Linked DNA regions of Zea mays: all the other regions are linked to region 1. Evidence: chromatin contacts called from public Hi-C data. All regions are on one chromosome and are shown on one strand. The core of a region is the stretch at or near the end of the contact, and the rest is flanking DNA. Distances in the headings are between cores, read along the strand shown.

Region 1 (3,297 bases), core at 496-2,995:
CATTTATGAGAGCTTGCTTATTACTGTTGGAGGGTGGAGGGCTCTATTTATAGCCTCCATGGTCAATCTAGCTGTTGAGCATTTTCTGCCTTCCTAGGGTGCCTCGGACCGGTCTGGTGCACCACCGGACCTTCTACAGTCCTGCTATCATCGAGATCTTAACAGATACCTTCCATTTTAGGCTGACACCGTCACAATCTGGTGCACAACAGACCGTGCCTAGCCATTGTAGTTGAACGTTGAAATCGAAGTAGTTGTTGGACCCAAGTGGTCTGATGCACATGGACCCAGGTCCGTGCACTAACAGTCACAAAACCCGAGAGCAGGCTTTTCTGCAAACTCTCGGTCCGGTGCACACTGACCCTGGTCTATGCGCTAGCACGAGGTCATCGAGTTACATAGCCTCTACACAATAGGTCCAGTGTACACCGGACCATAGTCCGATGCACCAGGCCGCCAATGTTCCTTTTAGCCATCCCTGCAAAAGTGGTTTATTGCACACCAGACCAAGGTCCGGTGCACCACAGATAAGCACATGTTAAATTACCTTTGGCTTTTCTTTTGCAGATTGATCCAGTTGTTCTATTGTGCACTTTTATGACTTAGACGAATATTCTTTGAGTTGTACCAACCACTCTAAGTCATCCCATTGTCTTTACCAAATTCTCCAACTTCAGCTGCCTTCTCTACTTCAACTTTATGCTCCAATTTTCACTTGGAACCTCAAACTTCACATAAAAACAATGATGCCTTATCTCTGAGTTCCAAAGTGTTCCAATGGTCACCAAGAACTTTTCTAAACTCTAAAATGAACCATAATATGAGTCTTCCTTGGATTCTCATTTTGGCTCCTTTATTAAAGTATGCAAACATGAAAGTTGAGAGCACCTAGATGATACTCATTTTAGAAGGAGAGAGGAAACCTAAATATGGGTTTTTTCTCTCCAAAACCTATTCTATATGATATGAGTGAGAGAAGAGAGAAAAGCGGGGCCTAGTTTTGTGGGATGGAAAGAAAAATGATATTTTATTGATATGGGTGTTCAAATGGGTTTTATTGTTGTAGATAATGGTAGGCAAATTGAAAATACATTTTTGGATGGGTAGGCAAAGGACATCTCAAAAACTGAATGGTATTAAGAGTTACGTGCATGCATGCCTATGTTTGGATCCATCGACTTTTAGGCTATTGTCGATGGGAGTTTTGTGAGAGATTTCATTGCATTAAATAGTATGCAATATATGATTTTTGATGTTATGGCACTATATTTATTATAAAATAGGTGAAACTAGTTTCATCACTATGAAACTATACCAACCCGTTTCCAAGATATTGGAAACCGCGTCAAACCACCATTGAGAGTAATTTGTTTCATCTCCATCTATTTCATTGATCCCTGTTGGTTATTTAGATTCATCATTGAAGGCACATGCTAGTCTATGAAGTTGTGACATGAAACTATTGATCATTCTATATTTCATCTTACTTTTATTGACATGACAATATTAAAAATGATGTGATGAAACTACCACTGAGAAGGGTCTTATAACCCCCTGAATCTCAGCCTTGCATTGGATAACCAATGTAGGGCTTGGATCGGATGGGCTAAAATTGACGTTTGGCAGCCCATACAACTTCTTTTTTTTCTTTTTCTTCTGAATGAAGCCCCATGGATACTTATTGATTTATCTTACAAATGTATGGGCCGGTCTAGTAACTGGGTTGGCCCACGGCCGCCCCTTTTCAGTACAAGCAAACCCTTCGAGAGGGCTGGGGTGGTCAAAGCCTCGCCGTCGTCGTTAGCAGGTCACACAGTGACGCTGGCATTATATTCACGCAAGGTCAATGTATATAATAGTATAGTTTAACGCTTTTACTTGTGATGAGGCCGTCCATGGGATGGGATCAATACAAAATCACTGAACTAATCGATTGCTTGAGACTGTACTGTCTGCATATTCCGAGTACCGGAGTACATCCATGCATGGCTTTATATATTCAGGCGTGTTCTTCGTAAACGGCACACTGAGACGTAGCAGTAGAGCTTGTAAATGGCGTAGCTGCATCTTGAACTGAACTTGGTGGATCCTCCAAGTGTCCTCGGTGAGTGCTCAGAAACTCTTGGTGTGGGATATTGGGACCAGGACCACTGGCCGATCGAGGGGGTCTTTCTGCCATAACCGAATATCTGAATAATGGACACTGCAACTTCTGTTCTATCTAAAAATAACAACTTTATTATTAGCATGGAAATACCATTATAAATAGAAAGAGTTGTAGAGTATATCTGTAAAAGCATTTTCCATTGTTGTCAATCTATTAACACCGAGCTTAATTATGTTGATCCATACATTTTTTTATTTGATTTGATGTTGGTGATCAGTCGTCGGTGTTAAAAATACTTGACTTTGTGCAAATCCAGGATAGGAGGGCTAATGTATTTGGGAGAGTAGAGTTTGAAAGGTATACATACATACATACATACATACATACATACATACATACATACATACATACATACATACATACATACATACATACATACATACATACATACATACATACATATGGCTTCACTTCACGTACCCTACCTACCAACCAAGGCAGATCAGAAGAGTCAGAGGGCGATCGAGGCAAAGATCTTCAATTTCAGTTGCCAAGCAGCTTTAGTGTCTTGGTCGTCGGGTAATAATAGATTTGGGCAGCCTTTGCATCGATCGTTTGATGATGCAACCAGCATCGCCTGTAATGCTCAGTCAGACCTGACGGCGCCACAGGGAAGATGTGCGGTAGTGCAGGCAAACGAAATGTCAAAAGGCAGTCGATCTTTAAATTTTCAGTGTAAAATTTAGAGCCTATTTATGTCACTTGTACAACGAAGCCAAGGGAACCGAGCAGGGGTGTTTGGATATAAAGTTCGTCACTATCATTTTGGATTAGGGGTTCTCCTTTTCGTTTCTGCTGTCATGAAATATCGTTTTGACCCCCAAATAAATTGATTTTTGTATTTTTGAATTTAGAACTAAAACAGAGCAGAAACCGGAGCGGAAAATCCATCCCGGACGTGAGCGGGAACGAGAAGTTCAGCGGCTTCTCAACCTTCCTGCTCAAGAATGCATCCCTGCTTAGTTATTAAATATCACATCGAATGTTTGGTACTAATTAGAAATATTACTAATTATGGACTCAACGACAAGATGAAAGCCTAATCAATCTATAATTCATACATGTGAGGCTACGGAAAATAATTGCTAATCATTAATTATTAGACTTAATAAATTCATCTAATCATTTAA
Region 2 (3,297 bases), core at 566-3,065, 430 kb before region 1:
TGTCTCTCTTGCTTATTCGCTTGGGATTTGTTTTGCGCCCTCTCTCTCGGACTCATTTATATTTCTAACGCTAACCCGGCTTGTAGTTGTGTTTATATTTGTAAAATTCAGTTTCGCCCTATTCACCCCCCCCTCTAGGCGACTATCACCAAATGTAGAGAGAAAATAAGGTTAGATAACAAGTTGTTAAATTTAGAAAGTTCATTTAGAGAACTGTTGGAGAATAGTTTTCATGTTAACTATCTAAATTATTGATTTAGGAAGTCTTTTAGAGAACTACTAGAGTTGCTCTTAGTTGCTATTCAACTCTATTTACTCTCCACATTTAGCAACTTGGTAGGAACTCCCTAAATACAGTTGACGTCAATTTCTTCACACTAGCGTGATTATTTTTTCCTTTCCCACACAGTGAGGTAGACAGGTATAGTATGCTCTTTTTTCACTTTCTAGCATAATGAGATATTTAGGTCAAACATGTATGATACAAGTTTCTCCTTCACCGTCGAACCCAACTTCTTCATAGGTTGCGTCACCGGACCACCACTCCTCATAGTTCATATCAACCGGCCTTTTCTCTTTCGCCCTCACATAGGGGCAGGGCCACTAAATCTAGATTCAAAATCGAACCACTTCATAAATATGAGCAACTATTGGAGACTAAGTTAATTTTTACTTCCAATAGCTATTTAGCAACTTGCTAAACATGATTTTAGCAAGCTATTTTTTAGAGAACTATTGGAGTTGCTCTTAGCATGTAAAACACATTTATGCCGGTTACATAGTGCATGCGTTGAGATTAGGCACAACAAGTCGTTCAAATGGAACATAAATCATTGTAAAGGCTAAAACTTATTTGAACAAATGCCTCGTTATACCAAAATGTACCTATAAAATATACGAAAACCGCAGCAACGTGTGAGCAAATACAAGCAATCATGGTGGCTACTTTTGTATGTATCTTAGGGCATGTTTGGTTTCAATTAGTTCTAGAACTAAACTTTAGTCCTAGGACTAAAGTTTAGTCCCTATATGTTTGGTTTTAGGGACTAAATAGATTCCAAAGTCATTAAATACATTGTCCAAAGACTCTAATACCCTTAAAATATACTTATAATATTAGTTATCTATAAAAAGGTAAGGGCAACATGATAATTATGAGCTTTTAGTCTCTTTTAGCACCTATGTGAAGGACTAAAGACTAAATCATTTTAGTCCATATTTTAGTCCTAGTGTTTGGCAAAAAAGGGACTAAAAGAGACTAAAAACTAGAGACTAATCTTTAGTCCCTCTAACCAAACATCCCCTTAGGCTCCGCTCAAGAAGAACCGAAAATTCATGGACAACGAGGAGACATGTAGCCTGTAGGTCATTTTTTTTTTAAAATTCGTGAGCATAACACGTGAGCAGCAATATTACATCATTGCACCAACGTGGCAGCAAAACTGACAAATTCAGGAAGACCACCTGGCAGTTGGCGCTACTTGCACGTCGCTGATCCAATACGCTACACGTACGCCCTCGCGACGCGGTAGACGGAAATCCTATGCACTTGACTGTGCATCACCATCATCGATTCATTTCCTTCCGGTTCGGCTTCGCCCGTCATCGATGCCACGTGGTGCTCCTCGCTCGCAGGCCGGCAAATCGAATCGAAGAATGCCCGTGGTCCACGCGCCGCGGCTCCACCTGTCCTCATTCCCCACCCCGGGTCAGCTTCTCCCAGACCGGGCTCGACCGAACCGACCAGATCAGACCGTCCCCATATAAGGCAGCCTTCTCCGCGGCCCCGATCGATCCATTTCCCACTCGATCGCCAATAATGGAGTTTCCGCACCACCACCACCACCACGGCCATCGCCGCGACGACGACGAAGACGACCGCAGAGGCCCGCCTCCCCCGGTCTACGGCGGCTACGGCCAGCCACCGCCACCCGACCCGTACGGCCGCGCGCCCGTCGACCCCGATCCGTACGGTCGACCTCCGCCCCAGTCCGCGTACGGTGGGGCCGGGGACGCCTACGGCCACAGCGGCCAAGGCTACGCGCCCCCGCCGGCCTACGGCGCCGGGGGCGGGTACGGCAACGTCGTCCACGTCGCGCACGAGGTCGGCGACGAGAGGCCTTACTACGGCGGCGGCGGCGGCGGTCTTGGTGGCGCCTACGGAGGCGGTGGCTCCGAGTACGGCCACGAGGGCCGACCGCACCACGGCGGCGGCGGATCCCAGTACGGCCACGAGACACGCCCGCACCACGGCGGCGGGGGCGGCGCCCCGCCTGTGAGGCAGCAGACGTACAGGATCTACTGCAAGGCTGGGGAGGACCAGTACAGCCTCGCCTCCCGCGACGGCAAGGTCTGCCTCGTGCGCACGGACCGTGATGACGACGCGCAGGTAACGATTGCGGTGGCGCCCTGCCTAGCCAAAGATATTTGTTCCATTTTACTGTACCCTGCTCTTGCTGTTGGGCGTTGATGTAGACGTGGCCTGATCCTGATCATGTTGAGTTTGAACTTGAACTGCCCCAAATCCGAGTTCTGATCGCGGGGTCTGGACGAAGACTCCCGTCCGGTCTTGCTTTGGAAATTTGGCGGCTTCGTTGATGCGATCTCGTTTTGTCTTTTTTCTTTGTCGGGATTGGCCAAGGAATTCATCGGTTCGACATTTGTCTCCTTGCCTTGTGGTGACTTCATACAACTTTGCTTATGATGCAGCACTGGATCAAGGACATGAAGTACAGCACCAGGGTGAAGGATGAGGAAGGCTACCCTGCCATCGTCCTCGTCAACAAAGCCACTGGAGAGGCTCTCAAGCATTCCCTTGGCCAGTCACACCCTGTAGGTCTCTTTGCTCGATGCCACCATCTATGCTTCTTCATTGTCTACTTTTAACAGTCATCTACCTGTTATATAATCACAAAATGCTTGTGGAAATGTACTCGGTGTGACGGTGTGACCATCGATCTTCTATGTACAACTTTGAAACCCATGCTAATGTCACACCCAAACTTGCGCTTGCAGCATTCCTTATACTGCTGCCTCGTGCCTCCTAACATGGAACTAGATTTGCTTCAATACTCAAATAGTATCAGAAATGAACAACAAAGCTTGAATCAATGCACAGCTGAACTTAGTGCAGAAAATTAACGCAGGCCTTTTCTCTTGATTGTGAATAGTATGACTATTTGTCTTGGTTATCAGTTAACTTAGATTGTGCTATTATTGTCTGCAAGTACCATAAACATGCAGGACTTGCATGATTTGTTTTTTTTTTGTCATAATTTCAAATAATGTTTGGTTAAC
Region 3 (3,297 bases), core at 447-2,946, 320 kb before region 1:
ACGCACGCTCGCGCAATAAGGATTCAGGTTATCCTGTGACCATCGTTCTTATTTCTTAACCTGCAAAGAGCTAATATGCACCAATGTATATTATCTAGCGTCTTAGATATTTTAAAAACTAATTTCAATGCACATCATCATTTACCTATGAAATGCTAACCTGTTCCGCCGCATATGATAGAATTTTTTTATATAGTCTAGAGGCCCTAGTTCACCTGGGGTCCTCAAAATCATAGGACCGGGGGCTGCTGATACCATTGCGGTTGCGCTGGCTTGTAGGGTCAACCGGTGAAATGATAGATATGCTTGGGTCGATTCATTTCGGTTAGCTAGGGCACGCCCAAAACATGACCGCAGAGGATTAGCTCCATTCAATCGATAAGCATGTACATTCACGTATACCACACCTGGCCCTTGATGAGATGGGATGGCAGTATGGCACACGCCGTACCCATGCATGGACAAGCCCACGTCGCCGCCACTTTTCTACGGAAAGCGCCAGCACACATGCCACGCCATTTCACCAAGCCTGGACGGCACACATAGGCATGGACTCTAGCCATGCACTCCATGCACGCGCAGAATGTGTGATGGATCGGTACGCTGGATCAGAACGCGCGCGTAGGTTTCCTGACTTAATTCCTTTGAAAGCAAGGAACTGAAAAGGAAAATACCCCCTTCATTCCATGCATGCATAAATCAAGCGGTCGTCGTCGCCGCCTGTCCTGTCCCTTGGTTTGGGTGGCACAGTAACACGCGAACTGACCATGGTTTCCAGGGCTGGCTAGGCGCGCTTGGACCGACGCACACTTGTCACTTGCATTGGTCACCATGTAATCTGTGTTATCTATGCACGGTTTGTGTGTGTGTGTGTGACAACAGGCACAAACAGGCTATATATCGTCCAGCAGATAGATGATAGATACATCGGGTGTCTACATGCATACGCAGCCAGGGACAGCCGGACAGCACACCGCATCGGCACAACGGCCCGCGCGCATGCACGCACGCGTTTCTCCCATGCACCTAAAACTGACCGAGAGTAGTGAAGAACACGACGCTCCGGCGCCGCAATAATGATCAGCAACCAGATCACGACGACCCACATCTATCACTGGACTGCTTGTCCCAGATGGATGCCTACATCTACAGCAGCTTTCTATCGCGAAGGCGGCCCCTTGTAGCTAGCGGCCGGCCGTCAGCCGCGCGCGCATGCGCATGTCGACGTGGGCGGCCACCAGCCGCGCAGCCCTCTTGTTCATGCAGCCGGCGATCGACGGCCTGAGCAGACATGAGCGGCGCGCGGGCGGACTCACGCATACGTCCACAGGAATCGCATGCCAGGGCTGGCCGGGCAGAGGCAAACCGGAGGTAGAGACATTCCAGAACCCGGCCTCCATTCGGCACCTGTCGCCAGCACCAGCCGAGGCCCCGGCGCGAAAGTGAGCCCGGCCTGCGCGACGACAAGCGTGGCACAGTTGGAAAGAACAAGCGTCCAATGGCCAGTAGAAACAGACAGCACCGAAAAAGAGGGCCGCCGGGTATAGAGGCAGGAGCAGGAGGCTTCAGCGGAAAGCGCCTTGCGCGAGCACGCTTCCTGCCTATTTAACGCGCGCGCTGCAGCGTGCCTGTGGCTCACTGCACTACCAGAACACAACTCGCTAGCTCTGCATCATCCGTCGTTCTGGTGAGCGAGCGAGCGAGTGAGAGACCTAGCTAGACTGACCGGCGGCCGCCGGCAGGCCGAGAACGAAGCGTTTGTGCATGTATGAAAGTTTCGATTTTTATACTGTCGTCTACGAATTGTTCCTTGATATAAATGGTTGTTGTTAGTGCTTCATCGATCTGATCTCAGTGAAGGAGCAGGAGCCATGGCGGACCAGCAGCAGCCACAGCAGCAGCCGCAGGAGATGGACGTTGACCGTACCGGTGGCCTCGAACTGCCTCCAGGGTTCCGCTTCCACCCGAGCGACTTTGAGATTATCAACGACTACCTCACGAAGAAGGTGCACGACAGGGACTACAGCTGCATCGCCATCGCGGACGCCGACCTAAACAAGACCGAGCCATGGGACCTCCCGAGTATGTAACTAACGAGCGACCTCGATCGATCGATCTATCTGTGCATGCAGCTAGCGGATGCTGCTGCTAGTGCTAGACTAGACATGCTAGTCATCGAGCTATGTGTGGACTGACTGATACACGGTGCTTGTTTCGATCGCATGCATGCCGCAGAAGTTGCAAAGATGGGCGAGAAGGAGTGGTACTTCTTCTACCAGAAGGACCGCAAGTACCCGACGGGGCTGAGGGCGAACCGGGCCACTGAGGCGGGTTATTGGAAGGCGACCGGCAAGGACAAGGAGGTCTACAACCCCTTTGCAGCGGAAGGGCTGCTGCTGGTCGGCATGAAGAAGACGCTCGTGTTCTACAAAGGCAGGGCTCCCAGGGGTGACAAAACCAACTGGGTGATGCACGAGTACAGGCTCGAAGGCAGCGGTAGGCTCCCTGCTAGTCCTGCATCCGCATCCGGCTCAGCCACCAACATCGCTGCGGCCATGATGAAAGCTTCAGCTTCGGCTTGCAAGGTGCGTGGTACCAGTAAGTAATATATATCATCATCAGCAAGCAACCATGATGCATGCATCCACATACTACTTTCTTTGTTTGCTTGCCCGCCCACGGTCACGGCTTACAAATGAAATCCGCGCAGGATGAGTGGGTGGTCTGTCGTGTGTTCAACAAGACCACCGGGATCAAGAAGACGGCTGCGCCGGCATACCAGGTGGCCATGGCCGGTCCTGAGATGGATCAGAATCAGAACAACATTCCGGCCATCCCCATCCCCATGCCGCTGCAGCTGCCACTGCCCGTGCCCATGCAGATGCAATTTCCCATCCTGCCAGATTTTGCCATGGACCCGGTGGCCCCCTACTACCCCAACCCGAATGCCGGCGCGGGGATGATGCCGCCTATGGCATTGGCAGGTATGGGTGGCGCCGGCGGGCTCCAGATCAACGGCGCTCTGTTCGGCAATCCGGTGCCCGCGCCGCTGCCGATGAACTTCTACCACCACCAGATGGGCATGGGGGCAGCAGCTGGCCAGGTGGACATGGGGGCAGCGGCTGGCCAGATGGACATGGGAGCAGCTGGCGCTGGCGCTGGCGGCTTCGACGTTGCAGCGCCGGAGAGTAGGCCGTCCTCGATGGTGTCACAGAAGGACGAACAGGCTAATGCCGCCGAGATCTCGTCGATGATGTCTGTGACCGGCCCAGGGTCCGCGACCACCACCATAGAGAT

What was found. Hi-C and Micro-C count contacts between places; a contact is called where the count stands out from the background.
Region 2: a contact with region 1 is called in a Hi-C map of tassel, with 2.6 times the contacts expected there. The contact joins the promoter of LOC100274292 here to the enhancer-like site in region 1. A contact is called at or near these places in 2 of 25 Hi-C or Micro-C datasets (ear and tassel).
Region 3: a Hi-C map of tassel shows a contact between it and region 1, with 7 times the contacts expected there. The contact joins the promoter of LOC542131 here to the enhancer-like site in region 1. A contact is called at or near these places in 4 of 25 Hi-C or Micro-C datasets (ear, leaf and tassel).

The regions. Positions count from the first base shown.
Region 1 is chr3:31,583,904-31,587,200 of Zm-B73-REFERENCE-NAM-5.0, reverse strand. No RefSeq gene overlaps it. Among protein-coding and RNA genes, the nearest start is that of LOC103649916, 31 kb to the right of the region's middle. Within about 2 kb of position 1,745, at least 13 of the 20 cell types and tissues checked have an H3K27ac peak or open chromatin away from gene starts, as enhancers often do. A contact at or near this core is called in ear, leaf and tassel, where this site is marked.
Region 2 is chr3:32,013,699-32,016,995 of Zm-B73-REFERENCE-NAM-5.0, reverse strand. LOC100274292 (hydroxyproline-rich glycoprotein family protein) reads left to right here and starts at 1,815. Exons shown (of 4, transcript NM_001148656.1): 1 at 1,815-2,389; 2 at 2,710-2,832. The coding sequence starts at 1,820.
Region 3 is chr3:31,903,645-31,906,941 of Zm-B73-REFERENCE-NAM-5.0, reverse strand. It overlaps LOC542131 (NAM-related protein 1), which reads left to right and starts at 1,696. Exons shown (of 4, transcript NM_001111762.1): 1 at 1,696-1,766; 2 at 1,856-2,082; 3 at 2,236-2,585; 4 at 2,711-3,297. The coding sequence starts at 1,872.